Linked DNA regions of Mus musculus: regions 2, 3, 4, 5, 6 and 7 are each linked to region 1. A link is a contact called in public Hi-C, HiCAR-type and promoter capture Hi-C data. All regions are on one chromosome and are shown on one strand. The core of a region is the stretch at or near the end of the contact, and the rest is flanking DNA. Distances in the headings are between cores, read along the strand shown. Region 1 holds the start of 3930402G23Rik (RIKEN cDNA 3930402G23 gene). Region 2 overlaps Myo16 (myosin XVI). Region 3 overlaps Myo16 (myosin XVI). Region 4 overlaps Myo16 (myosin XVI). Region 5 overlaps Col4a2 (collagen, type IV, alpha 2). Region 6 overlaps Myo16 (myosin XVI). Region 7 overlaps Myo16 (myosin XVI).

Region 1 (3,320 bases), core at 248-2,747:
AACTAGTCCTGCCCAGCACTTTGGTTACCCTAGCCAGCTTGATCGGCTGCACCAGACTCTTGTCCTCAATGATGGAGATCTTGTGGAGACTCCATCTTAACTTTCACCTAAGAATCAGAGTACCTAGTGTCAACTTGTCAAACATGTCTGGGTGGATCCTCTGTCCTTAGCCCCCATCTCACCCACTGAGATGGTGTTTGGCTCTTGACTTTGGTCAATCTCTTTGATGGATCCTTCTAACTTTACTCAGTGTCTTGATTGTGACTAATTGATGCCTTAAGACACCAAATTCGTAACGTAGTGTACTGTTCACCAGCACAGCACTGCAGTTATAAAGCATAACATGTTTGTTTACAAAACAAATAGAGTTAAAACATGTAAGGCCATTGCATACCTGGATTCATATGCAGTTGTAGGAACAACACGAATCGACCCTGTGCCAAGTTTCTCCCAAGGGGGAGGGTTTGGAAAGCCATGGCACACAGATAGTACACAGGTTGTGCAAAGGGGCCACACTGTGGGTACCTGTACCTCGTATTTGGTTCTCTTTCCTGTGTGGGTTCACTTATCCGGTGTTCTGACAACACCAAGCCCTATCACACACACCCCCCTCCCAATCCTTCACTCCTGGAAAGTGTAATATGTCTTACACTTCTAAAATGGTTTCATTTTAAAAGTAGTGACCGAGATGGGTCTAGAGAGAAGTCTCAGTGGCTAGAAGGTTAAGCACACGATGCTATTCTTACAGATGATCGGGGTTCAGTTCCCAGAACCCACATCAGGTGGTTCACTGCTCCTTGTAAGCCCAGTTCCAGGGGATCCAAAGTTGTCTTTCAGAGTGAGTTCACAGGTCTTAAAGGACCCAAGAGGCAAGGCTGGGAATGTCGGGGAGCTGGAAGTTTCTGGCAGGGTTCCCACTGTCCTGGGAAGTGCTTTGTCTCCTTCTTGTCAGGGCAGCTTGGATGCCTTGAGAACAGCCCAGGGGACTGCCTGAGCTTGGGGAGAGCTGAGGCTCCATTGTCTACTGGCACCCCCCTTTCCTTTAGGCTTTCATCACAGACTCAGGGTGGTACTCACTAGGCCATCAAACTGTCTCCCCCTAGGTCTGTCCTAGGTTTCCAAGCAACAAGGAGATGCTTGGGCTTTTCCGCACTGTTTACGGAGGTGGACATCTGGGACGAGAGCCGAGGGCTCTGCCGTCATCAGGGCTCGGACCGACGTGCACACCCTGGGACGCAAAGCCAGCTTACCCAGGTTGGGAAATCAGCTTGTCCACAGAGCCAGATCCCCCTGGCAACGATCCCTCCCCTATAGACAGAGAAAGGCAAAGCCCCTGAGAGGAGCTCAGCGGAAAGTACATTTCATTGAGCCGGGGCTTGGTTACAAAATAGATAAACTTGCACCGTTTCCAGGCCAACGGGATTCAAGCTGCCGAGATGTTGACCAAGTTGGCCCTGCCTTCTGGAAGTCTCTGGCTCCACCGGAACGAGCTGTTTCATTGGGATAAGACCTCAAAGGGGAATGTGTGAGTGAGCCAGGAAATGAGTCGAACCAGGTCCCCCCAGAACATTTGATTGTAGTCCTGGGCATCCATCCAAATCCCAGGGGCCTTTGCCCCAGAAGAGATCATGGCTTACTGGTGACGCTGAATAGAGGTCATGAGCACAGTGTGACGAAGAAGCCAGGTGGGAGTCCTTGCTTCGATGCCCCTCTATAGGTTTTGTTACCTTTGTTAAGACGTAAATCATTCGATGTGGTGGGACCCGGCATGACTGTTTTCAGACTGTTCACAGAGCTGTGTAGTTGACACCGCAATTCAGTTTCAGAACGTTTTCCTTTTATCAGGCCAGGAGGAAACCCTGCATTCATGAAGTCACCCACAGTTCCATCTACTCCAGCCAACACCAGGATGCTTCACACCCATGGACGTGAAGGTACGTGGATTCGATCCCTTATGGGTGATTCATGCTTGCCTCCTGTGCCAGTGTGTTTGTGACTGCGTAATATTTTTGTACCTTCATTTTTAAAATCAGAAGTACAAACAACAAACGATCAAACGGAAGATGGTGGCCTTGATCATGCCAGCCCTGACGTAACAATGCCTAACTATAGATCACAATCCCTTTTGTGGCTTTGTTGAGTACCCCTTATTCGTTTATGCTGCACCTGGAGTTCACTCTCCTGCTGCTTGAGTGTGCTTGGCTAGCACTCTGGACTGTGTGTCTGCCACAGGTCTGCTTTGTCAGGTTATGTCTTTGGCTCATGAGTTTCTGAGCTCACTGTTGAGGGTTTGGGAGCATCTGGGTCTTGGGCAGTTCCAGTGAGAGGCTGATTATGCGTGTGGCTGTGAGTTCTTGGACTCAGTGTGAGAAGACTCCATCTTTAGCTTCAACTATTTGTTGAGAGAACACATCTATGTTCTCCCTCTATAGAGCTGCAGTCCTGTCACCCAAGGAACTGAACTGAGTAGCCAATGGCTCCATGCCACTGACAATTTATGGCGGAGGCAAGGATTCTACTTGGACATAGCAGGAGCAATACTAAGCCAGTGCCACCTCCCAGTGAGGCCTCCCATGGGCTCAGTCAAAGCACAGTATCATGGAGCCAAGTGGAGGACAGGCAGAGTCAGCCTGTCCTGTGAGTCCCAGTGGATTCCCTGGGTGGCAAAGGTACTACCACACGTTGCAGTTAGACCCTTGGGAGTCTCAGAGGAACTAACACGACCTCACTTTCCCCCAGATGTAGGGCTTCAGGAGCCTGCATAGAATACAGGAGGGGAGGGTGGAGCCCTCAGCACAGGATACCCAGCCTTTATGTCTCACGGGGTCAGGAGAGCAGGGTGCACAGGATCCTTGCTGCAGTAGCCTTACATTTCCCCATGAAGCTTGCAGGAAATTTGCAGACTCCCTAGTGTTGTGTTCCCTGCTCTCAGACCCGTTGTTGCCTTTCTTGCTACAGAACCAGGAACAATCACCGAGCTTGCCTCTGGGAAATCTGAACCAAGACATCCAGGAACCTGGACATGGATTGAACTATCTCTTCATTGTCAGTTACCACTTGCTAAGCACATCACCCCCAGATCTGTGTGAGGGGGTCAGGTGTGCTGGGGTGGAGAAGACAACACAGAGCAGCCTGGGATGGGAAGTCAGTCTCCTGGTGGTGGGAGTGGTAGATGCTTGTGGTTGTGCTGTCTCCTTTGAGTAAAAACTCCAGCTGCCAAGTGCTGCCTAGCCTCTGATAGTTGGCAGAGGCTCCTCCTGGCACCATGTGGGATGTGAACTTCCCCCTCAATTCCTGGATTTATTTTGGGATAATGGGCT
Region 2 (3,320 bases), core at 274-2,773, 510 kb after region 1:
AACTGGGATACAGGCGGGACAGAAGTATGTTCCAGACCTGGCTGTATGCAGCTGGAACAGAGGTGTGCTGAGCCTTGTGCCAACTCCATGCTGAACATCAGGAAGGTTGTTTTTATGTTTTTGTTTTTGTGGTTGTTTTTGTTTTTGTTTTGTTTTTTTAATTTCAGTCCCCTAGTAACTTCCAAGTTCTGATTTTAAAGAATGTATCTTTAGCTTTACGTGCAGATGTGTAAACATATAACCTGATCCCAGGACTCTGTAAAAACCGAGGTGGTGACCCCCACATGTTTGATGTGAGCCTGAGGGAGTTCCCTAAAACACACAGAAGGAGTATACCAAGTCCCCTCGTCCCCACCCCACCCCTTCCAGGCCCTGCTGACAAACTCTTTCTCATTGCAACTAAATGAGTCCCACTTAAGGAAAAATGTTTTCTTTATCTCCTGGCTGGCACAGAAACACGGTATATTTTAGATCCCTCAGATGGTGTTCTGGCCTAGGATATGTGAGCGGACATTCTTACGGGAGTTTTAATTTCTGTTTGTACTTTTGTTGTTGTTAGCTTGTGATGTGTAGCATTAATCACGTGGCCCAATGAGAATGGAAGAAGGACCAGCAGCAGGCCTGGAGGGACTTGCTGAGAGATCCTACCCGGCCCCCTGGGGCCCTGAGGCTCCAGTGCCTTTCCACATTCAGGTTGATCCACCATCAAAAGATAGTGGGAGCAGGGGCTGTCTCTGGCAGCATCATTTGCCTCTGGACCTCTTTGCCATAGCTGGGCTACCTTGTCTTGTCACCATAGAAGAAAATGCATCTAGTCTTACTGCAACTTGCTATGCCAAGGCTGGCTAATAGCCTTGGGAAACCTCCTTTTTATTGAGGAGAAAGGGCAAAGGGATAGATTGGGGGGTTGTAGTCAGCGGGAGGAACTGGGAGGAGAGGAGGGAGGGGAAGGCGTGATTGGCATGAAAAGTAAATAACTTAAACAATAACAGAAAAAGATAATGGACTTCAGTAACTCTGATATGTCACTCATCAACTTGACCGGGTCATTCAAAGTCCTGACTCTTGATTTAATCCACTAAAGACTCTGGGCCTGATCCTGGATGAGGCCATAGTCAGGCAGCCACACAGAAGAGTGGAGGGACAATCCTGGAATCCAATGCTTCTGTGGACCTGAAAAACCTAACCCTTCCTTGTAATCTCTTCATAAGTGTGTGATCTCCATTGTTCTCTGTAGGATGCTAATAGGCAAAAGCTTCCTCAGGAGCAGTGACGGGTGGCGGGGTAGGGGCGGGCACACACTTGGCACTGAGTGGGAGCCAAGAGATCCCTGTCACCCACATGCACTGAGCGGTCTGCCTGGCCCATGAAGGAGAGAAGTATTTTGATCCCTCTCCCTAGGAGACTTGGTCTCCTCTCAACTGCACTCAACGACTGAGCATGCAGGCTTTGAGCAGGGCAAAACACATATGTGCCACTGAATATTCATGAACTGTGTTTATTGTTGCATATTCATGGGCTATAGGCAGTCCCTCTTGCTGAAGAGATTGTTCTCTAAATGCAGCCGGCATCCACAGCTCTGGCTCTGTTGCGACACAGGTGGGTTCAGCTGACAGCTCTGTCAGAGCACAAGTTTTGGCAGTGTGTTACCCAGCTAGGACAAAGGAAAGAGGTTACCTTCAGCTGGGTCCCATGACACTGTGTCCTCCAGGCGACCGAGACTGTGATCCTGAATGTCACTGTCATTAGATTTGGGGTCAACTAAGAGGCAAGCTTTTGGACCAGTTTCTGAGTGCCTTTCTAAGAAAGATTGACCAAGGTGTCAGGGCTCTCCCCCAGAGTAAGCAGCACTTCCCAGTGGTAGCCCAGACAGGATGTCAGGACGGAGGCACAGTGCTGCCTGCCTGCTTTTGCTCCTTGCTGGTGAGGGCATCCACCCTGTGGCTTTAGTGGCTGCCACCATCCTTTACTGACTTTTGAACCAAAGTTCTCCACTCATCCAAAGCGGACCAAGAATGAGTGGCTCTCCCCAGAGTCCACCCTGCCTTCTAAGCCGCACTGGATGGCTGAGGCAGGTTGAGCCTCACAGGTTGAGAAGTTGCTGCTTCTCAAGTATCGTCATCATCAGAACACAGTGTGAACCATCTATGAATCTCCCTGTGTAATACATTTTACCAGTTCTGGTCATTTAGAGAACCCTATCTAACATGAAGTCTTGGCAGTCCAGAGAACACATGGAGACTTCAAGAGAGGTTACCATGTGTTAAAACCCTAGATACGTGAGAAGGGGGCTGGGGTGTGGACAGTGCCTACCAGGGCTCAAAGGAACTCAGACTAATACAAAACGGGGTAGGGGAGGCCCCACTCCATACTCAGAGGGAAGGAGGCACTTCTGGCAGGGCAGTGTGGGTGCCCAGTGCAGTGGCAAAGGGTTCCACTTAGCGAGTGGCCGCTGCGGCGACTGGGCAGATGGGACTAGTCACTAGTATGACACTTTACTAGATCCATATAACAAGATCTGAAAGAACACACACACGCGTTATACAAACACACAAGTACATGTGCATACATGCACATATACACACATATGCACATATACACATGCCAGAGAAACACAGAAGCACACATGCATACATATATACATACATATATATGTTCACCTACACACATACATATACATACGCACATACACACATGCACACATGAAAACACCTGCACACACACATATACTTATATATAAACACACAAATGAACACATATAGTCAAACATAGACACACATAACATACATATATACTCTCACACAACACAGTCACACGTTAAAAACATACATACACACACAAGCTGTGAACATGACCCTGTGAAATCTCAGTGGGACCACCCAGTAGCCCTGCCCTTGCCCTTTTTCATTACCCAAATCTAAAACTCCCATCTATCTATCCAGTCACAGTGACCAGCTGAGCAAACCGAAGTCCACTCAATGGTCTCTATCTATGCCCATCTCACATCCCATAATTTACAGGCAGTAAAATAGATCTATGCTTATAATAAGTAAGTAGGGTTTGGGAGGATGGGGACAGAAGGCGGCAGGAGCTTCCTGTTCAGAGGTAAGGTGTGTCTTACTAATGTTCCCCCAGCCAGTGCTCTGCGGGGGTCCTGGAGGTGCTAGGTGTCTGGAACACAGTGAGAAAGCTGGACCCTACTCTGCTCAGACCCGCGCACTGTGATGCTGCAGCAGACCCTGCTTTGCTGTTAAAGCAAAGCTCATTCCGAAATCCACATTTTAAAAAAGCAAAAGTAGTGTTTTCATCCCTGGTAGACC
Region 3 (3,320 bases), core at 312-2,811, 490 kb after region 1:
TTGACGAAATGCCTCCATGAGATCCAGCTGTAAGGCATTTTCTCATATAATGCTCAATTCGGGGAGGACCCAACCCATGGTGGTCTCATCCCTGGGCTGTGGTCCTAGTTTCTCTAAGAAAGCAGGTTGAGCAAGCCATTCGAAGCAAGACAGCAAGCAGCATCCCTCTATGGCCTCTGTATCAGCTCCTGTCTCAAGTCTCCTGACCCTCTTGAGTTCCTGTCCTGACCTCCTTCTCAGAAGTGTAGGCACAATTAACCCTTTCCTCCCTGGCTTGCTTTTGGGTCATGGTGTTTTGTTACAGCAACAGAACCCCGACTAAGAACATGTCTTCAGAAAGACCAGCAGCATCTTGAGAACTCCAGGCACTTGACATAGGTGGGAGCAGAGACGTAGATGGAGACATGGCTAAGAATGGCTAAGGGGGCCTGGAAGTCTGTCCTATAGGGAGGAGCATTCTCTAAGAAAAGTGGTGTCTTGGAAAGACTGTTGCGCGCAGGTGAGAAGCACACTTCCATTTCATTCCCGTGGAGGTGAGCGACTTCCAGAGGAAAGAAAACACCAACAGAAGCTGCTGCTGTGATGCTGGACAGGAAATGGAGGGCTGTGAGGAGGGAAGCTCTTTGAGAGGTCAGAGGGACCCAACCTACTTGGTAGAGAAGGGTGAGGGGTAAGGGGAGCCAGCAGAACCTGGGGAACAGCTGGATGGATCATGGGAAAACTCAGTATGTTGATTAGCATGGAAGGGGGGATTCTAAGCAGTAGGGGTCATTAGCCAAGCATCAAAATCCCTGCAAGCCAGACCCACGAAGCAGCTGGTAAGTTCGACATAGAGTGCCCGGGGAGGCCAGCCCTCACAGCTATGAAGAGGAAGGTTGAAGAAGGGCATCCATCCTGACATTTCAGTGGATAGCTGAAGCACATGCAGGAGTGCTAGTCTCCTGTGCACGGAGCACGGCCTTGCACCAGTGGGTGCCACAGGGAGTAGGCATACACAGAGGGCTGAAGCCGCCCTGTGAAGGTAGACAGCTTCTTTACCAGTGGCTTGGCATCTCTGGTGATTAACCCCTTTTAATCTGACTACTTTCCTCCCTGAGGAGAGTAATAGTTATGCCCGCCTCCTGACCATTCTTGAGATCAGAAATGACAAACTTCGGACCATTTGGCTCCATGCCATTCCCTCATAAACACCAAATAAATGACAGCCCCCATTCTGAGCGGGGAAAGGCAGAGAGAAGGCCGCACCCCTCCCCCATGAAGATCCATGTTTTATGAGAATACATCCTCTTAGATTGATGGCTTTGTTTTTCTGAACTGACAGGTTGATTAGGAAGGGGGCTAGTTACTCAGAATGATCTCCCGGGAGCATGGCAGGGTTCCCATACAGCAGCCTTTCAGTGCTTTCTCCTGGCACTCAGTCCATGCAAACAGTTTCCCCCGTGTGGAGACAGGCAAGGCTGTGTTTAATTTCCCCATTTCAAAGAAGCCCAGGGACTGTACAAAGGTAAAAGTCAGGTTGCACAAGGACTTACCTTTAAAATACTGAATATCAGTTGTTAGGGCGGATGCCAGCTCGTCGGTCGACACTTGCAACATACCTGCCACTGAAATCAAACACAGCTGTAAATAAGAAAGCACCATGCATTTCAACACTAAGAACACTGCGATTTGTGTCCATTGTGTGCATACTTCATGTTAGAAGGAGAGCAACTTCTACTCTCTGGCTTAAACTCATCTAGAGAAATGCCTTAGTACTCCAGACACTGGTGGGATCTTGTGTCTGTCTGGATTTAGTAAGGACATATTTTCCCCTTCACCACCCTTGTAGATAGGGCTGGATTATTTTTTTCCAAATTCCTTATTAAAATAACTTTGAAACAGGTGAAAATAGGCCATTTATTGGAAGCCCGTGGTTTGAGGATATTTTTTTAAAACTAGATGTGACCATGAAAACAATATCAAACAAGAGGGGCTTTTGAACATGGTGTTTAAAGGAAAGTAATTGTGAGTTTATAATGTTTAGCTAACGACTCCTCTCCAAATACTGTGTGGACAGCAGGTTGGGGCAAAGAATATTCTAATAATATCAAATGATCTAAAGTATATGATGATACCCCTGTGCAGAATGGGACCACGAAAGCACGTTTGTCAACCACCCCCTTTCGAGAAAAGAAAGAGGTTCTCCCCTCCCCCCAAGACTTCAGACCAGCTAGTGATTGTTGCAGCCAGCCGGATTCTGTGCTGTGTCGCCATCTGCTGGCAAAACTGTGAAACTGCACCCCCAACGACTTTGCCATCAAGGTGGTGGTGCTCCACTGACCTTGTTCCAGAAGCTGGAGGTCAGAGACAAAGGCCGAGTCAGCTTCTGTTAGTGCAGTGAACTGAATGTCTCCGATGTGTAGTATCGCCGATAGGATAACGAATAGGTTTTCCACCTCCTAAGTGTTTACAGAGAACAGATAGAATAATTCAGAGGTGGGAGCTCCAAGCAACCGGGAGCATTCTGGTGGGGTTGGGCTTGCCACTCTTCAGACCCACAGTGGGAGATTCAAGAAACTGCTCAAAATCAAATCTCAGCTCCATGTGCGTTGCCCTAAATTGCTGTTCTGGTATGAATCAGTGTGTTCTGGATAATCATTATTATATATATATATAAATAGTGATTGTAGTCCAATCACTTGCAGGAAACACCCCACTGTCCCAAGCTGTTCTTGCACATGGGTGCAGGGAACAGGAGAGGAGGGCCTGGTCTGGAAGCCTGGAACTGAGGGAAGAGTGGGACCTGAAGCTGGGAATTGCCACTTTCCCATTTATAAAGTAAGCACCTGGAGGTACTGATCTCAAGCAATTCTTAGGTATAGCATTCCATAATTAACAGAAGGCAGCATTTCCCACTGGACTCTGCAAGGTAGTCACCTCTACACAGGCAAGGAGGGCCTGTGCTGTTCTCGGGGGGGGGGGGTATGATTTATTCAGTGAGGAAGACAGAGCTTTGAGTGTTCACTATAACCCACGATATAATGCAGTGAAACTGAATCAGAGGAAAACTCCCCATGGAAGGAGGAGGAGTTCTGGGGTCCCGCTTTTGTCTGTAGTGGTGCAGTGGTGTCCCCCTGCCTTGTCAGCTTGCCTGCTACTGGATATGGTTGGTGCAGAGATGGAGGCTTCTCTGCAAAGTAGTCTCAAAGAACCACAAGCCCTTGCAGGTTTTGCTCTAAGAAACACAAGCCCTTGCAGATTTTGCTCTGAAGGCCTTATCGGCCAGAAATACTATCCTTTGAATTGTCATGGACTAAGGCCACCACTCCAAAGTGGAACAG
Region 4 (3,320 bases), core at 306-2,805, 450 kb after region 1:
TTGGTGCATCAGTCCACAGGGCACACCTTGTGGGCCGTCGCCGTCCACTCACCCTTCCTGCGTAGTGCATGACAGTGAAGGCCGCACCTTGACCTTTGAAAGCAACATTTCCATTGCCGTCCTTCACAGGGGAGTAGACTGCATTTGTGTTTGAGGATTCCAGGAGACCCTGCAGCTTTCTGGGGAGGTTTGGCTCCCCTGACCAAATCACTTGACTCTCCTCATCCAGTAAGGAGAAGAATCCTGATGGTTTCTGAAAGTCAGCAAAGGTCAAACGTTTTCTTCTGTTGCTCCACTTGGCATCCTTGACATACGCTCTCCAATTTTATTATATTCACACAGCTAACCAGAATGGGAGTGCCTTGACTTTTAACACATGTCTATGATTGCCCACGGATGCACTCTGCCACCTTGGATCTCTCATATATAACTCTTATCCTGACAACTGGGTAGCAGGAATTAGATCCCTCTGCTACAGTGTTAGGAAAACACAAATGGTTTTAGAGAAATATACAATTGTAGAGACAGAAGGTGGAAAGTGCTACTACAAGCTTTCAAAAAAACCTAGATGGTGCCTATTTGAAATACTAGTCAAGCATTTAGAAGTGATGGGTGACTTCAAACAGCATCCTATAATAGGAAACAGAAGTTACTGTTGACATGCTTGATAAAACATGCTCTCACATATATTTATTATCTCCCCCTACCATGTGTGTGTCTCTGTGTGTGTTCAAGTGTGTGTACATGTGCCTGTCCACCTGTTTGCACACCAGGGCATTCATATGCAGGTCTGAGGGTGACTTGCAAGAGTTGGCTGTTTCCTTCCTTCAGGTATGTCCAGGATGATAGGTGCCTTTACCACTAAGATATCTTGCTGCCTTACATAATAATAGAATTATAGAATTTATAGATACAATAAAGATAATGAGTCAAAAGCTTTTCAATGTACACAGAAACAATAAATATGGATATAAACATATGCTGATGCAATTAGGCCGAATTTTAATTAAAGATCAACTCAAAATCAAACTTTATATATACACATATATTTTTCTGCCAACATTTCAAAATTTAAATTTTAGGACCTTTAAGGACCAATGCACAACAAACAATGTATTTCATGGTCTCTCGGCCTATATCAGATTACAGAACTCATTTTGTGCTTTGGCCTCATGTAATCGGCTAATGAGACCTTTAGGTTTGATAAGTAAAATGGTGAATATCCTTATATGAGCAAGTTCTGATGTTTCTTGTCCTTTCAATGAAGTTGTGAGCTTTCCAACGCCCCTTCAGGCAAGGATAATTTGTGCTTCTCAAAAAATCTATTGGGGGATTATGAAGGCATTGCAGAATCTCATATACAAGGATACCTCACAAACAAGACCTTCAAAAAGAAAATTCTCTCTCTCCGGGGCACCTGAATGCAGGCATCCTGTTAAGTTTCTAATTATGTTATGTAAGTACCTGGAAGAAGAAATCCAAAACTCCAGCCTGGTTACCAGGAGAACAGGCAGTTTCCATGGCAACTCCCTCTTGTACACACTCTGTTTGCTCTTGTAGGAAAAGCACCTCTTGGATATAGTGGTGCATCTTTTCGTTGGTCAGGTTGACACAGAGCTGTTCAGGGAAGAAAACAATACAGTAGATAACACAGTCTGCTATGCAGAGCCACCTGCTAATGCTACAGCCCCCACCCCACCCCCAGTTGCACACAGATGGGGACATTCAGACTAAGTCTTCCATTTGCATGACTCATGGATCTTGCCCTGGAAGACAGCTTCGCTCAGTCACTTGTGAGGTCATATTGTCCCAATGTTCAGCATGAGGTGGGCATGTTAAATACAACAAATGTAACCACAGTGCCAACATGCAAACAAGTCTCGAGCACTCAAAAAAAGGAAAACCACTTCTAAAAGGAAGATGGATCAGGCTCTTGAGGACAACTGGAGAGAAATGCCTTTCTGCTGTGGGCTCCCAGGGAGAGGAGTGGGGCTCCTGTGTCCCCTGCTTCTGGTTACCTATTGGTTATAGGTGAAAGTAGACATAGATTTCCTCTACTAATTATATCCAGAGTAAGGGCTTTATGACACAAATAGTGTATTTAAATTGGAATATACCCTCCAATTACTCTCTTTCCAGAGAAAACAGAATGTTATCTTTTAGTCATAGGTCTTTTATTATTTCTTCTTCCATTAATTAATTTATTGATTGATTTTACATGCCAATCACAGTCCCTGCCTCCTCCCTGTTCCCCCTCATACAGCCCCTCCCTTAAGCTTTTGCTTTATCTTAAAATGTTTATATATTCCTCCACCATCTCCCCACCTCACACACAGTGCTTGGATCACACCAACCTCATTGAAAAGCGGTCAGGAGAGGCCAAAGCCCAAGACTGGGAGAATGTGCCCAAAGGGGAAGATGTCTGCCGGGTGTCACTGGAGGAGGAGGGTGGGTTCCAGGAACACAGCTGTTGAGAATTGAGCCTAACCCCAGTGTCTGCAGGAACTGGCCCTTACACCTGCCTTGCCCACATCATTCTTCCTGACTCCCTTCAGCTCCATCAGCCCCATCTCTGCTTTGCCTCCAGCCTACCTCCTGCAGGACCAAGCTGGTCAGTCTCCAGAGCCCCTTTTCTCCCCCATGTGCTCTCTGAGCAATCCTATAACTAAACTAATATTTTCTAGTGGTTCCATTTCAGGAGAAGGGACATTTCTCTTTTGTGCACTTAAGGTAAACACTTCATGCTAAAGTCTAATAATTTTATAGCAGCTACTATTTCCTAGTAACAAAATAACCTCAGTTTTCAGGGAATTCGACATTTTAAGTTGAGGAAACACAACAAGATATATTTTTGAAACAAAGTAGAATAACTTAAAATTTCAAATTCCCTTCTCTACTGGCTATTTTCATAAACATCTCTATCTTTTCATAATTAAAATGGAAGTGGCAAACATAAATGTTCTTTCCTCAGCAGGGATACATCATATGCAGACTTAACAGTTTCACAGAAAGAGCTTCTCTTCCAGAACCCCTGCTGGAGATTTGTACTCCAGGAAAGAAGCAAGCTCCCTAGTGAGGCTCTGATGGACAGGCAGAGCTTTGGTGAGGTAAGGCGAGGGGACAGGCCAGCTGGTCCCCACAGGTGAAGGTTTTACTGTGAGGCTCACATGTTCTGGCTGGTTTTCTGTGTCAACTTGACACAGCTGGATTTAGCACAGAGAAAGGAGCTTCAGCTGAGGAAATGCCTCCATGAGATCCAGCTGTGGGGCATTTTCTCAATTAGTGATCAAGAGGAGAGGGCCCATTGTGGGTAGTGCCAT
Region 5 (3,320 bases), core at 469-2,968, 460 kb before region 1:
AAGGTCGCTCCTTGCTTCTTCTCTGAGATGATATTGGGATAAGCCCTCTTTGATCTGCACCTAGTTTCTTAGCTGATCTTACACTTCCCTATGAAACCCCTTCTGTGCCTGTTTTGCATCTTGAGGGGGCCAGTGCAGTGCCTGGACCACACGCTTGGGGGTGGGGCTGTTGTGGTTGCAAAGTCAACTTGGCTAGCTATTTGACATGGATCCTGTCTATTTATATCCACCTGTGTGCTCCCTCCTTTAGTGCCTGTAACGCCCCGGAAGCGTCCCCTTGTCACTGCTCCGTCCTCACTCCCAGCGTGGCTCCTGGGGTGAGCTTCCAGGACACCAGAGGCCCTTTGCAGGATTAGTCAGAGAGCTTTCCTTCCCTGACATGCATGCAGAAAAGTCCACCAGCCTCCTGGAGGCTAGGCAAGCATGGAAGACCAGTCTTCATTTATCTTCTAGCAAGCAAGACAACCGAGCAGTCAGCTTGGTTAAATGGAGTCAGGAGAAATGTCTATCCAACCTCCATCCATCCACGCCTCTCTCTATCTTCTGTCAGTCTCTGCCACGTATCCACCGTCTCTATTTATCTTTATCATTGATCCACATGCCTAGTTATCTAAGTACACACGTGCGCACACACAGGTGGACTGTTATATGTCTCTTACACTTAGAAGGTGTAAAAATGGACTTTGGGCCAGTGAGATGGTGACATGGCTTGTGACAGGGAAGCCTGATGTGTGACAGGCAAGGCTGATGATGTATGACAAGCAAGTCTTATGGACCGAGTTCAACCTCTGGGACCCATACGAGAATGGAAGGAGAAAACTTATTCCACAAAGTTGTCTATGACTTTCATGAGCACACTGTGGCACAACCCCACCCCATCTTGTATATACACAGTTATAGGTTTAAAAGGGTGACTGCCGGGGGCTGGGGAGATGGCTCAGCGGTTAAGAGCACTGACTGCTCTTCCGAAGGTCCTGAGTTCAAATCTCAGCAACCATATGGTAGCTCACAAACATCCATAATGAAATCTGACACCCTTTTCTGGGGTGTCTGAAGACAGCTACAGTGTCCTTAATAAATAAATAAAATCTTTTAAAAAAAGTTGATTGTCAATGGTGCCAGAGGGAAAACAGCTGACTTATTTGTAAATCACAAATAATTCAAATTAAATTTCTTATTAAAGTACTGTTATCGTAGAAACCCATTTCCAGTTGTACAAACTCCCCTTTGAAAGCAACTGGGTGGCCTGGGTTTGCCTGGGTTTGGGGGAGGTATCTAGACATGGAATGGTTTCTAACTATGACTCCTAATTTGCTGGTGTGTCCTCAGCCTGTAACCTCTTTAAGACCAGGCGGTATGCTGATCTTGAAGTACAGCTCCAGCCTTCAGGGGTCCTTCCTCTGTGAACACTGAGGGCCACATTTGGCCATGACTCCCTAGAAAGCTTTCAACATATCTAGGGGGAGCTTTCTGGTGTGCTCAGGCCTCTTCAGCTCAGAGATTTAGGGTTATGAATAGTAACCCACTATCTGGTCTACACTGGGGAATTATGGCTTATGCGATTGTGGGAATGTACTAGCCATTCAGTTTGGCAACCATTCCTGTGATCCAAATATTAATTTTTTTTTTCATGCAAAACAGTAGCACTGCTCTGGATCTGACACACCAGACAAGAATCTGGGAGGCAGAACTGTGACCACTGTGGGCTGGCTGCAGTCTACCCAGCACAGCGATCAACCACAGTACTATCTCCTGCTGTGAAGAGCCCTGGCTGTCGCTGTCTGTTAGTGTACCTTTCCACAAAGCAACAGACAAGACAGTTCCCAGTGGACACTGCCAGTTCCCCTCAGTGTGAGTATGGCAGGTGGGTGTCCCCTGTGAGCTGGCAGGGTGGCGCATGGCCCTGATGGGCCTCTCCTGTCTCTTCTCTCTTAGCTTTCATGCAGGGATTTCTCCGTGGTCTCTTGAAACGCTACTGTCCCTCAGACCTCAGCCCAGCTCCTCTGGCTGCATACTCTGCCATTTAACTTTATATCAGAAGCACTGAACTGACCCAGAAGTGATAGCGTCAAAGGCCAGATAGCAAAAGGAAGCAACTTAAATCCACCACCGTTATACTGTTTGCTAAGCTGTATCACCTGGCAGAAACTGCTCTGGTCTGAGTATGTGAAGATCCCCAAAGCCCACATGCTGAAGTGAATACCTGTGCCCCACCCCCCACCCCCAAAGTGGCATTGAAGGTTTTGTTATCAGAAGGTGTGAAGGTTACAGGTGGATCTTCATAAACGGGTTAGTGGACTACCCTGTCCATGAGAGGACACAGGAGCTAGGCACTGCCTGGGACGCAGTGACTCCTCCCTCGACACTGAATCTGTGGTGTTCAGGTGTGGGCTGTTTGCTTTCGTGAGTATGAGTACCACGTGCGCACTGCCCATGGAGGCCAGGGAAGGGCACTGGATTCTCGGGAGCTGCAGTTACAGAAGGGTGTGGGTCTGGGAACCTAGACCAACTAGCAAGTGCTCGTTGTTTTGTTTTGTTCGAGACAGGGTTTCTCTGTGTAGCCCTGGCTGTCCTGGAACTCACTTTGTAGACCAGGCTGGCCTCGAACTCAGAAATCCACCTGCCTCTGCCTCCCGAGTGCTGGGATTAAAGGCATGCAACACCACTGCCCGGCTAGCAAGTGCTCTTAACTGCATTTCTCCAAGGCCCAAGCAATGACCTTAAGTTCTCTAGTCTGAGGTGTTTGGTCACATGGCCACATAGACTAGAACAGTGACTTAGTCACAGAGACAGGGTTTCTAAGACTCTTGAGAGCAGGGGTTCTCAGCCTTCCTAATGCTGCGACCCTTTAATACAGCTCCTTATGTTGCTACTTCCTAACTGCAACTTTGCTACTGTTGTGAATCATAATGTACATGTCTGATATGCAGGATCTCTGCGATGTGGCCTCCAAGAAGGGATCACGAATAACAGGTTGGGAACCACTGCTCAGGACCAACAATCCTTCAGAATATAAGCAGAGCCGAGCAAAACACCCAGAGCCATCAGTAAGGATTGCTGTACCCAAAGAGGATTTTCTAAACTAAAGAAGAACTTTGAAGAAGCCTAACAAAAGCACTTCATTCCCACAGGAACCCCTTTCTGGAGTTCCTTTGGGCCACACAATGCTCCATGCTGCTCGATTATGTTCTTATTCATCTTAAAATGCGTGGGTCAGACCATCTTAAGCTGGCGTGACGCAGTCAGTGTTAACACCATGAGTGTCACAGCAGACACTCTATGAAGATGCTGCCTCTTTCTGTCCCACAACAGAGAGCTAA
Region 6 (3,320 bases), core at 445-2,944, 390 kb after region 1:
GCCATGCTTCAGGTGCAGAAGTTGCCCATTGCTGTCCTGGCTCCTCTGTCATGCAGCCCCTTACTAAATGCTACTTAATTTCTGAACTGATTCACAGCCCAGAATAGAATCAATGGTGGAACCTCTTGTAGCAGCAGTACATTTTTCTTTCTTTCTTTCTTTCTTTCTTTCTTTCTTTCTTTCTTTCTTTCTTTCTTTCTGATTTATTTATTGTTATATGTAAATTCCCTGTAGCTATCTTCAGACACACCAGAAGAGGGCATCAGATCTCATTACAGATGGTTGTGAGCCACCATGTGGTTGCTGGGATTTGAACTCAGGACCTCTGGAAGAGCAGTCAGTGCTCTTAACCACTGAGCCATCTCTCCAGCCGGGTAGCAGTACATTTCCAACACAGGCTTTGCTTTTGGACCAGAAGGGTCTGATTACTCTATTAGGAATAACTCGGTTTCTAACACAAGTGATTTTCTGTTTAACCTAGAAATAAAATATAAATAAGCATGATGTCTGTGATTACAACTACTCATCTTGCAGCAGGAAGAATATAGATATAGATGTCTCCCCTTGAAAAGACTGAAGAAAATCTGTCTTCCATAACTAGAGAATGCAGAACTCATTAGCAGATGTACTTGGGGGGAAATCTCTCTCTCTCTCTTTCTCTCTCTCTCTCTCTCTCTCTCTCTCTCTCTCTCTCTCTCTCTCTCTCTCTCTTTCTCTCTCTCTCTGCCTTTCTCTCTGCCTCTCTCTCTGCCTATCTCTCTCTGCCTCTTTCTCTGTATTCATCTCTCTCTCTCTGACACACACACACACATCCTTAGTTCCCTCCCTCTTGTATTTTCAACTTTATTGTATGGAGAAAAAAAAAAAAGCTCAGGCTGGGCTAGTGAGGTGGCTCAGCAATAAAGAACACTTGCTGCTGTTGAAGAATTTCTGGGTTTGGGCTCCAGCACCCACATGGTGGCTCACAACCATCTGCAATCTTAGGCTCAGGAGATCCAGTGCCTGGTTCTTGTCTCTTGCCAGAACCAGACATGCACGTGATGCACATAGATGTAGGCACCCACAAATACACATGCAAGAAAAGTAATTTTTTTTAAGTAAGGAGAAAATATATTTGTGTGATGAGATGAAAATGCTTCCCTATTAAAATATATTTGATTTTCGTTTTTAAAAGTACCAATGTGTGTCTCAATTTAATACTCTCTTCCATTGCTATGCCAAGTAGCCCATCCTGGACACAGTCCTGGTAAGACTGATGCCAACCAGCGTACATCAATGTGCATCCCAGCTTCCTCCCATGATTGACACCAACCTATACACTGGGAATCCTGATTGGGTATTAGCACTGATAGTAGCTTCCCTGCTGGGAGAAGTGTTTCAGAGTCTCTCAGCGTCTGAACACACACACATACACACACACACACACACACACACACACACACACACACACACACACACACACCAGTGAACACTGGAGAGTATTCTTTACAGAAACATTACACGCCCTGAAACCTTTTACATCATGCTATGCTTAAACCACTACTCTACAATTACCTACTTAAAACTCCCAGCAATGATTAAGCGGAAATGACCTCAGCTCCCACAATCTTGCTAAACCATACTCTCTGTGGAGCTCACACTGATGTCTCAGGCTCCAGAGCGGGGAGCTGACATCACTCTGGGTTAGTAATTTCTTCCTTTTTAAATCCAGTCTCAGCACCGACGCGCAACCATGACAACCCAGCATGAGTAAGCGTCCTCCCTCAGACGGTGACTTAAAGTCCGACTTCCACCAAGATTAAATAAGAAGAAAAGGAAGGAGGAAAACAAAGGAGGCGCTTGAGTGGTTAGAGGGTGAAGTCGCGATTTCTGTGCTTGAGCTTGGGTTCTTGTGCTCTTGGTCATGGATGAGTATACCTGTGACACTTTCTCTGATGGGGACGTGAAGGTCATGCCGCTCTCATACACATTCTGATGTGTGCAGACATCTGCTCCCCCCTGCTTCTGAAATAGCATCTCCATGTTTACCCCATCAAGGACCCTGCACTTCTACTCAGAACAATAGACTTTAAACCTGAGGCCGTTTTGCAGTAATGCATGCCTCACAAAAGCTCGCCCTCTGTGTCACCTTTGACCTCCAATGAATCCAGGATTTCATTCTCCACTCAAATCCCCTTTTCCTAAAGACAGCCAATGATGCTCTCCTGATGTCACCTAAGGTGCCCTTCCATCTCTAGTGGGTGCCCCCATGTTAGTTTGCCTTAAGTTATTTCTTTCCTGTGCCAGCTCAGTGACTGCTGCCCCGGGCGCCTATGAGACACATCATGTGTAACACGGAACACGGGGAGAAGCTCTGAAACTCAAAACTTGGCCACTTGTTAAAGCTCAAAGGGGAGGTGAGGGGGTTGGGGGAGCAGAAGAAATGCCCAGAGATTCCACACTGTGTCTACTGAACGCAACCATCACAGTTCTCACAGGGAATAGCGCTGCGAACTCATGGAAGACCAATACAAAAACCTAAGTCATATATTTTCAGTTAATATTTGTATACTACCTCAATGTTTCATCTAAAACATGCCGCAGGTAAAAAAATTGACAAATACTACAGTAAGCTTTTTGTTCCGGTCACCCACCCAGTTTCAGGGTAGCAAGACCCAGCTGTCACCTCCAAGGTAGATGTGTGGCCTGGGATGATTGAGAAGAAGGTTCGGCTTCTAGAAGCCACCTAGGGTGACTGTGAGGCAGATGAGAGACAGAGCAAAGAGAAACTGGAGTGGGGTTCATGAGCAGCTCCCCCAGCCTGCAGGCCTGGCTCCAGTACGAACAGTTTGTTTCGCTCAAGACTGCTTCCTTACTCTGTGGGTTTTTTGAATTCTTCTCCTTTTATAGTTTGGATCTTATGTGCCTCCTAAATGCTCAAGAGCTGAAGGCTTGGGTCCTTGCCTGTGACTACTGAGAAGTGGTGGTCCATTAAAAGCTAAACCTAGAAAGAGGAAGCTGGGCCATTGGGGCTGTGCTTCACCCTTGAAGTAGGAGACACTGGGACCAAAGGGGTCTCCCTCTTATTTCTTCCTCTCCCTTCCTTTCCTCTCCTGTTCTTCCTGAGTGTCATGCAATGACTGGTTTGAGCTGTTGCCTCTATCTTCCCTTCTCTCCTCTTCCCCTCTCCTTTATCCACACAGTAATCTGACTGTCTTTATTCACACACATACATTGTGTGTGATGCTCAGTCTGCCAAAGCCCAAACACAACAGCTCTCATGGGCCATGACTATAGCTGTGAGCCACGGCAACCTTTCCTCTTCATCCTCCGTCTACCTC
Region 7 (3,320 bases), core at 486-2,985, 350 kb after region 1:
ACAGCCTTAGAAATATTCATGAGCCTTGGAGCTACCTTTCACAGGCACCAAGGAGCATGCAGACACCCAAGTACATCACCACAGAGAGCGGCATCTGGGTGGAAGGAAACCAGAGCAGCCACGGACAAGACAGCACAAGATCTATCCATGGGCAAGAGGCCGGGGAGATGCCTCCTATTATTTGAGGTCAAGATTTGCATGAGGCAGACTAATTCCGTGTGGTGCCAACTCATTTGAATGTATCGGATTAAACAACAATAACATTGGAATTTCCGCTTCAAATTTCACACCACCAGTGGAGAGTAGGCACTTGCAGACAAGGAGCATGAGTAAGCAGACACCAATCCTGCTGGTCAGCCAGGAAGCGGGCGCCATCTTGCTTCTCATTGCTAAGCAGTGTCTAGGGTACAGCATTGTACCTGTCACAGAAGCATCAACGCTTTGTAAAATGTTGAATCAAGATACCGCCGCTGCCTTTATTTTCCTGCGTAAGACAAGATGGAATGGGGAATCTTGTTGGGAGTTTGTTTTTTGTTTTTAGTTTAGTTTAGTTTTGTTTTGTTTTGTGGCATGCAAACTGCTGTGGTTATACAATGAATAGTGAACCCTAGCTTCCAGAATCAGCCTTGTTGTGGGTAGTGGGCACCCTATGGGCCTAGACTGGGTGCAGTGACTGTCTGAGGTAAAGACACTTAAGAATATACCTTTCCTGTTGAAGAACGTAAACATGAGGTATTTATAAATATTAACAAAGGTTGAGCCCCAGCGTGCACTTCCAGTTCACCCAGTGATGGGGAGTGGTGTGAGAAAAGAAAGACAAAGCATCCCAGACCACAAGGTACTTACTTGTGTAACCTATTCCCTCCAGTACACTCAAAACCTTCCACAGGCCAACTTTAAAGCCCTTCTAAAACAAACAGTATTCGAAAATAAAAACACGGTTCTGTAAGATTTAATTTATAAAATACAGACTTCCAAACTCAAAATATTCTTTATCTGAAATGTTTATATAATCGAGTAGAATATCAGAAACTTATGATGATTTCTACTTGGATTAAGCAAGCCTTAAATGAAAGTGCTACCAGGCTCTGGATCTAGGAAATATCTGTATATCTATGCCTCCGTCTATATTTAAGCCTCTATGTGCCTCTTGGCCTCTACAGAAGGTAGAGCTTCCATACAGTAGTCAACCCAGCTACTGTATGGAAGACATGTTATAGTAGTCTTCTGCTGTAATCATTTCCAAGTACTTGTTTACATCTGGAACGCTCTGGATTCACGGGGTCAGGGAATAATGAAATGAGTGTTGTGCTTTCGTTGTGTTTTAAGGGAATAACTTGTGAATCAAACTCATCTTAGCTCTGTCTGGCTCCCTTCTACTTTTCTCCTCAGACTTCTACCACACGCTGTATTCCGTGGATACCCCATCTTCCTGGGATCCTGTTCAGTGACTTTCAGTTAAGAGTCCATAAAGACAAACATGCCGGGAACTACCACTCAGAGCAATAGCGCCTCCTGGTGTCCTGGCCAAGCCTCCTTTGCCATTTGAAAAGGGCCTCACATTTTCAAAGGAAGCAACGAGAAATAATTAGCATGGTGATTCTCAGATCATCAGAAGAAAACCCTGTGGCAGTTAGCTGAAACTTTAGCTCTTACAGGGCAAAGGCAAATAACTATCTGGTCATATTTCACCTCAATGGCTTAACTGGTCTAATTCTGTCTCTGGAATTTATAGGACTGTTTACCTGTAACCCGAAAAGTACATATTCAACAGTCTTGAGTTTTCTCACCCAAGCTCTGTGACTGTTACTGTCACACGGAAGCAATAAAATATGTATTTAACCCCTCTACCCCTGGTCTTTTCTCAGGCAGCATCAAGGAAAGAATTGTGGAAAGAGCTGTACTGGACAGACCCACTGCTCTGTCAGGCTTTGTAGAGGAACACTAGGCAAGCTTATCTTTTCTCTGAGCCTCTGTTTCCCCACCTGTATTATGGGCATATTCGTAGTAGTTAACTCAGAATAGAGTGTGGGAGCAGCAGGCTGTTAAAAATGGTGCCTGAAGCCCCCCACTGCTGTTAGTCCAACATGGCTAATCTTTTCAGTCAGGTCTATGTGCCTCTCCCCACCCCCAACTCTGTGTTCTGTATTATTAGAATGTCCATGATTATTTAGCTCACAAGAAAAATCTAAAGCCTGGAATGTTGACTTGTGCCTGTTAAATCCCACCACTCTGGAAGCTAAGGCAGGAGGGTTGCCATAAGTTGGAGGTCAGCTTAGGCTACAAATTGAGACTCTGTCTCAAAGATAAACAGAAAGTGAACTATTTTAATGTACACTGTTATTCATGAAATCCTACAAGGAGGTCTCCAGAATAGTCCTGGGATAGAATTATATACCAGAGAACCGACCTTACTTCTGTACACAATTTCTCCCTTACTATTGCATAACACATTTGTGTTCAAAATACCTGCAACGGGAAATTCACTGACAGTTTAGTGCTCTCCAAGTCACCATGCTAAAAAGCAAAAGAAACCCTGTGAGCCCACTCTGCAAAACGTGCGCGCCAATCTCCAAGCTTCACAGCCATCCAGGTATTAATGGGAGCTACCACTGATGCCTGCCAGAAGGGAGACTTAGCCACACACTAGATGACTTTAGATATAAAAATGTCTTTCAAAATAAAGATTCAAGAGAAGACGATTGGGAGCCTGAGCTGTGATTCACTATGAATGGTAACCCCGGGGATCCCTCAGTAGAAAGTGGATTTTCTCTCCTGAGGATGAAACCCTGTAAGCCTTAATAATCATGTAAGCTGCTCCAGCACACGGCAGGGGCATTAAATCTCTCCCTTCCCTATCTTACCATAACCCTTTCACAGTCTCAGAGATCGCCCTGCTCTATCTCAGGGGAGCATGTCACACAAGCGTATAAACCCATTTCCCTCACAGGCTTGGGAAAATTCCATTAAGTGTATGTTGGGAACTCCTGCATCTGGGTGGGAACAGCCGAGGCTCATGTCATTAAGATTCCTGATATTACAGAAGTGATCATAAATGCTTCAAAGCAGCTTTTCTTTCCTTTTCTTTTCTTTTCTTTTCTTTTCTTTTCTTTTCTTTTCTTTTCTTTTCTTTTTTTCTTTTCTCTCCTTCCTTCCTTCCTTCCTTCCTTCCTTCCTTCCTTTCTTTCTTTTTCAGATTAGAATGTATTTTGTGAAAACTCGAAGTGGGGCTATAGATATGCTACAACTTTTCAGTTGCAATGCTGGCTGGTTGATATGACCTGGGGGAGGGAGCAGGTTCACAGGCCATGCTTGGAGGC

Evidence for each region. Promoter capture Hi-C pulls out the DNA fragments that hold promoters and counts their contacts. A called contact is a pair of places that touch in the nucleus more often than the background predicts. HiCAR-type assays count read pairs that join an accessible place to other places.
Region 2: a contact with region 1 is called in a promoter capture Hi-C map of neural stem cells. The contact joins the enhancer-like site here to the promoter of 3930402G23Rik in region 1. A contact is called at or near these places in 6 of 39 promoter capture datasets (cranial neural crest, embryonic stem cells, hippocampal neurons and 3 more) and 10 of 115 datasets of contacts at active chromatin or transcription factors (astrocytes, embryonic fibroblasts, embryonic stem cells and 3 more).
Region 3: a Hi-C map of stem cell-derived neural stem cells shows a contact between it and region 1, with 2.2 times the contacts expected there. The contact joins the enhancer-like site here to the promoter of 3930402G23Rik in region 1. A contact is called at or near these places in 7 of 39 promoter capture datasets (the 3T3-L1 cell line, 3T3-L1-derived adipocytes, the HPC-7 cell line and 3 more), 5 of 484 Hi-C or Micro-C datasets (the N1E-115 cell line, cortical neurons, nephron progenitors and 1 more), 16 of 115 datasets of contacts at active chromatin or transcription factors (astrocytes, differentiating embryonic stem cells, embryonic basal ganglia and 9 more) and 1 of 9 other capture datasets (embryonic stem cells).
Region 4: a contact with region 1 is called in a Hi-C map of cortical neurons, with 2.3 times the contacts expected there. The contact joins the enhancer-like site here to the promoter of 3930402G23Rik in region 1. A contact is called at or near these places in 3 of 39 promoter capture datasets (the 3T3-L1 cell line, the HPC-7 cell line and cranial neural crest), 1 of 15 datasets of contacts at CTCF or cohesin (the NIH/3T3 cell line), 1 of 484 Hi-C or Micro-C datasets (cortical neurons) and 2 of 115 datasets of contacts at active chromatin or transcription factors (embryonic basal ganglia and forebrain).
Region 5: a Hi-C map of adipose-derived mesenchymal stem cells shows a contact between it and region 1, with 3 times the contacts expected there. The contact joins the enhancer-like site here to the promoter of 3930402G23Rik in region 1. A contact is called at or near these places in 2 of 39 promoter capture datasets (the 3T3-L1 cell line and liver) and 2 of 484 Hi-C or Micro-C datasets (adipose-derived mesenchymal stem cells and muscle stem cells).
Region 6: a contact with region 1 is called in a promoter capture Hi-C map of hippocampal neurons, with 2.7 times the contacts expected there. The contact joins the enhancer-like site here to the promoter of 3930402G23Rik in region 1. A contact is called at or near these places in 2 of 39 promoter capture datasets (hippocampal neurons and liver) and 4 of 115 datasets of contacts at active chromatin or transcription factors (astrocytes, bone marrow-derived macrophages, embryonic brain and 1 more).
Region 7: a contact with region 1 is called in a HiCAR-type map of astrocytes, with 5 times the contacts expected there. The contact joins the enhancer-like site here to the promoter of 3930402G23Rik in region 1. A contact is called at or near these places in 19 of 39 promoter capture datasets (the 3T3-L1 cell line, 3T3-L1-derived adipocytes, the C10 cell line and 13 more), 3 of 15 datasets of contacts at CTCF or cohesin (the NIH/3T3 cell line, large pre-B cells and pro-B cells), 21 of 484 Hi-C or Micro-C datasets (the G1E-ER4 cell line, the N1E-115 cell line, adipose-derived mesenchymal stem cells and 12 more), 23 of 115 datasets of contacts at active chromatin or transcription factors (the NIH/3T3 cell line, T-cell acute lymphoblastic leukemia, astrocytes and 15 more) and 1 of 9 other capture datasets (embryonic stem cells).

Annotation. Positions count from the first base shown.
Region 1 is chr8:10,926,634-10,929,953 of GRCm38.p6, reverse strand. It overlaps 3930402G23Rik (RIKEN cDNA 3930402G23 gene), which reads left to right and starts at 1,497. Exons shown (of 4, transcript NR_135302.1): 1 at 1,497-1,685; 2 at 1,846-1,934; 3 at 2,433-2,669; 4 at 2,959-3,320.
Region 2 is chr8:10,417,289-10,420,608 of GRCm38.p6, reverse strand. The region is part of intron 16 of Myo16 (myosin XVI); the gene reads right to left. The region is part of intron 1 of Gm51561 (a long non-coding RNA gene); the gene reads left to right. Among named protein-coding and RNA genes, the nearest start is that of Gm51561, 11 kb to the left of the region's middle. Within about 2 kb of position 1,523, at least 21 of the 459 cell types and tissues checked have an H3K27ac peak or open chromatin away from gene starts, as enhancers often do. A contact at or near this core is called in neural stem cells, where this site is marked.
Region 3 is chr8:10,437,917-10,441,236 of GRCm38.p6, reverse strand. It overlaps Myo16 (myosin XVI), which reads right to left. Exons shown (of 35, transcript NM_001319151.1): 18 at 2,321-2,438; 19 at 1,533-1,604. Among named protein-coding and RNA genes, the nearest start is that of Gm51561, 9.3 kb to the right of the region's middle. Within about 2 kb of position 1,561, at least 10 of the 459 cell types and tissues checked have an H3K27ac peak or open chromatin away from gene starts, as enhancers often do. A contact at or near this core is called in the N1E-115 cell line and stem cell-derived neural stem cells, where this site is marked.
Region 4 is chr8:10,472,921-10,476,240 of GRCm38.p6, reverse strand. Myo16 (myosin XVI) reads right to left here. Exons shown (of 35, transcript NM_001319151.1): 22 at 1,465-1,617; 23 at 53-253. Among named protein-coding and RNA genes, the nearest start is that of Gm51561, 44 kb to the right of the region's middle. Within about 2 kb of position 1,555, at least 17 of the 459 cell types and tissues checked have an H3K27ac peak or open chromatin away from gene starts, as enhancers often do. A contact at or near this core is called in cortical neurons, where this site is marked.
Region 5 is chr8:11,385,864-11,389,183 of GRCm38.p6, reverse strand. The region is part of intron 4 of Col4a2 (collagen, type IV, alpha 2); the gene reads right to left. Among named protein-coding and RNA genes, the nearest start is that of Gm46030, 47 kb to the right of the region's middle. Within about 2 kb of position 1,718, at least 35 of the 459 cell types and tissues checked have an H3K27ac peak or open chromatin away from gene starts, as enhancers often do. A contact at or near this core is called in adipose-derived mesenchymal stem cells and muscle stem cells, where this site is marked.
Region 6 is chr8:10,533,420-10,536,739 of GRCm38.p6, reverse strand. All of the region lies in intron 28 of Myo16 (myosin XVI), which reads right to left. Among named protein-coding and RNA genes, the nearest start is that of Gm51561, 100 kb to the right of the region's middle. Within about 2 kb of position 1,694, at least 75 of the 459 cell types and tissues checked have an H3K27ac peak or open chromatin away from gene starts, as enhancers often do. A contact at or near this core is called in hippocampal neurons, where this site is marked.
Region 7 is chr8:10,572,481-10,575,800 of GRCm38.p6, reverse strand. The region is part of intron 32 of Myo16 (myosin XVI); the gene reads right to left. Among named protein-coding and RNA genes, the nearest start is that of Gm32330, 99 kb to the left of the region's middle. Within about 2 kb of position 1,735, at least 14 of the 459 cell types and tissues checked have an H3K27ac peak or open chromatin away from gene starts, as enhancers often do. A contact at or near this core is called in the N1E-115 cell line, astrocytes and neural progenitor cells, where this site is marked.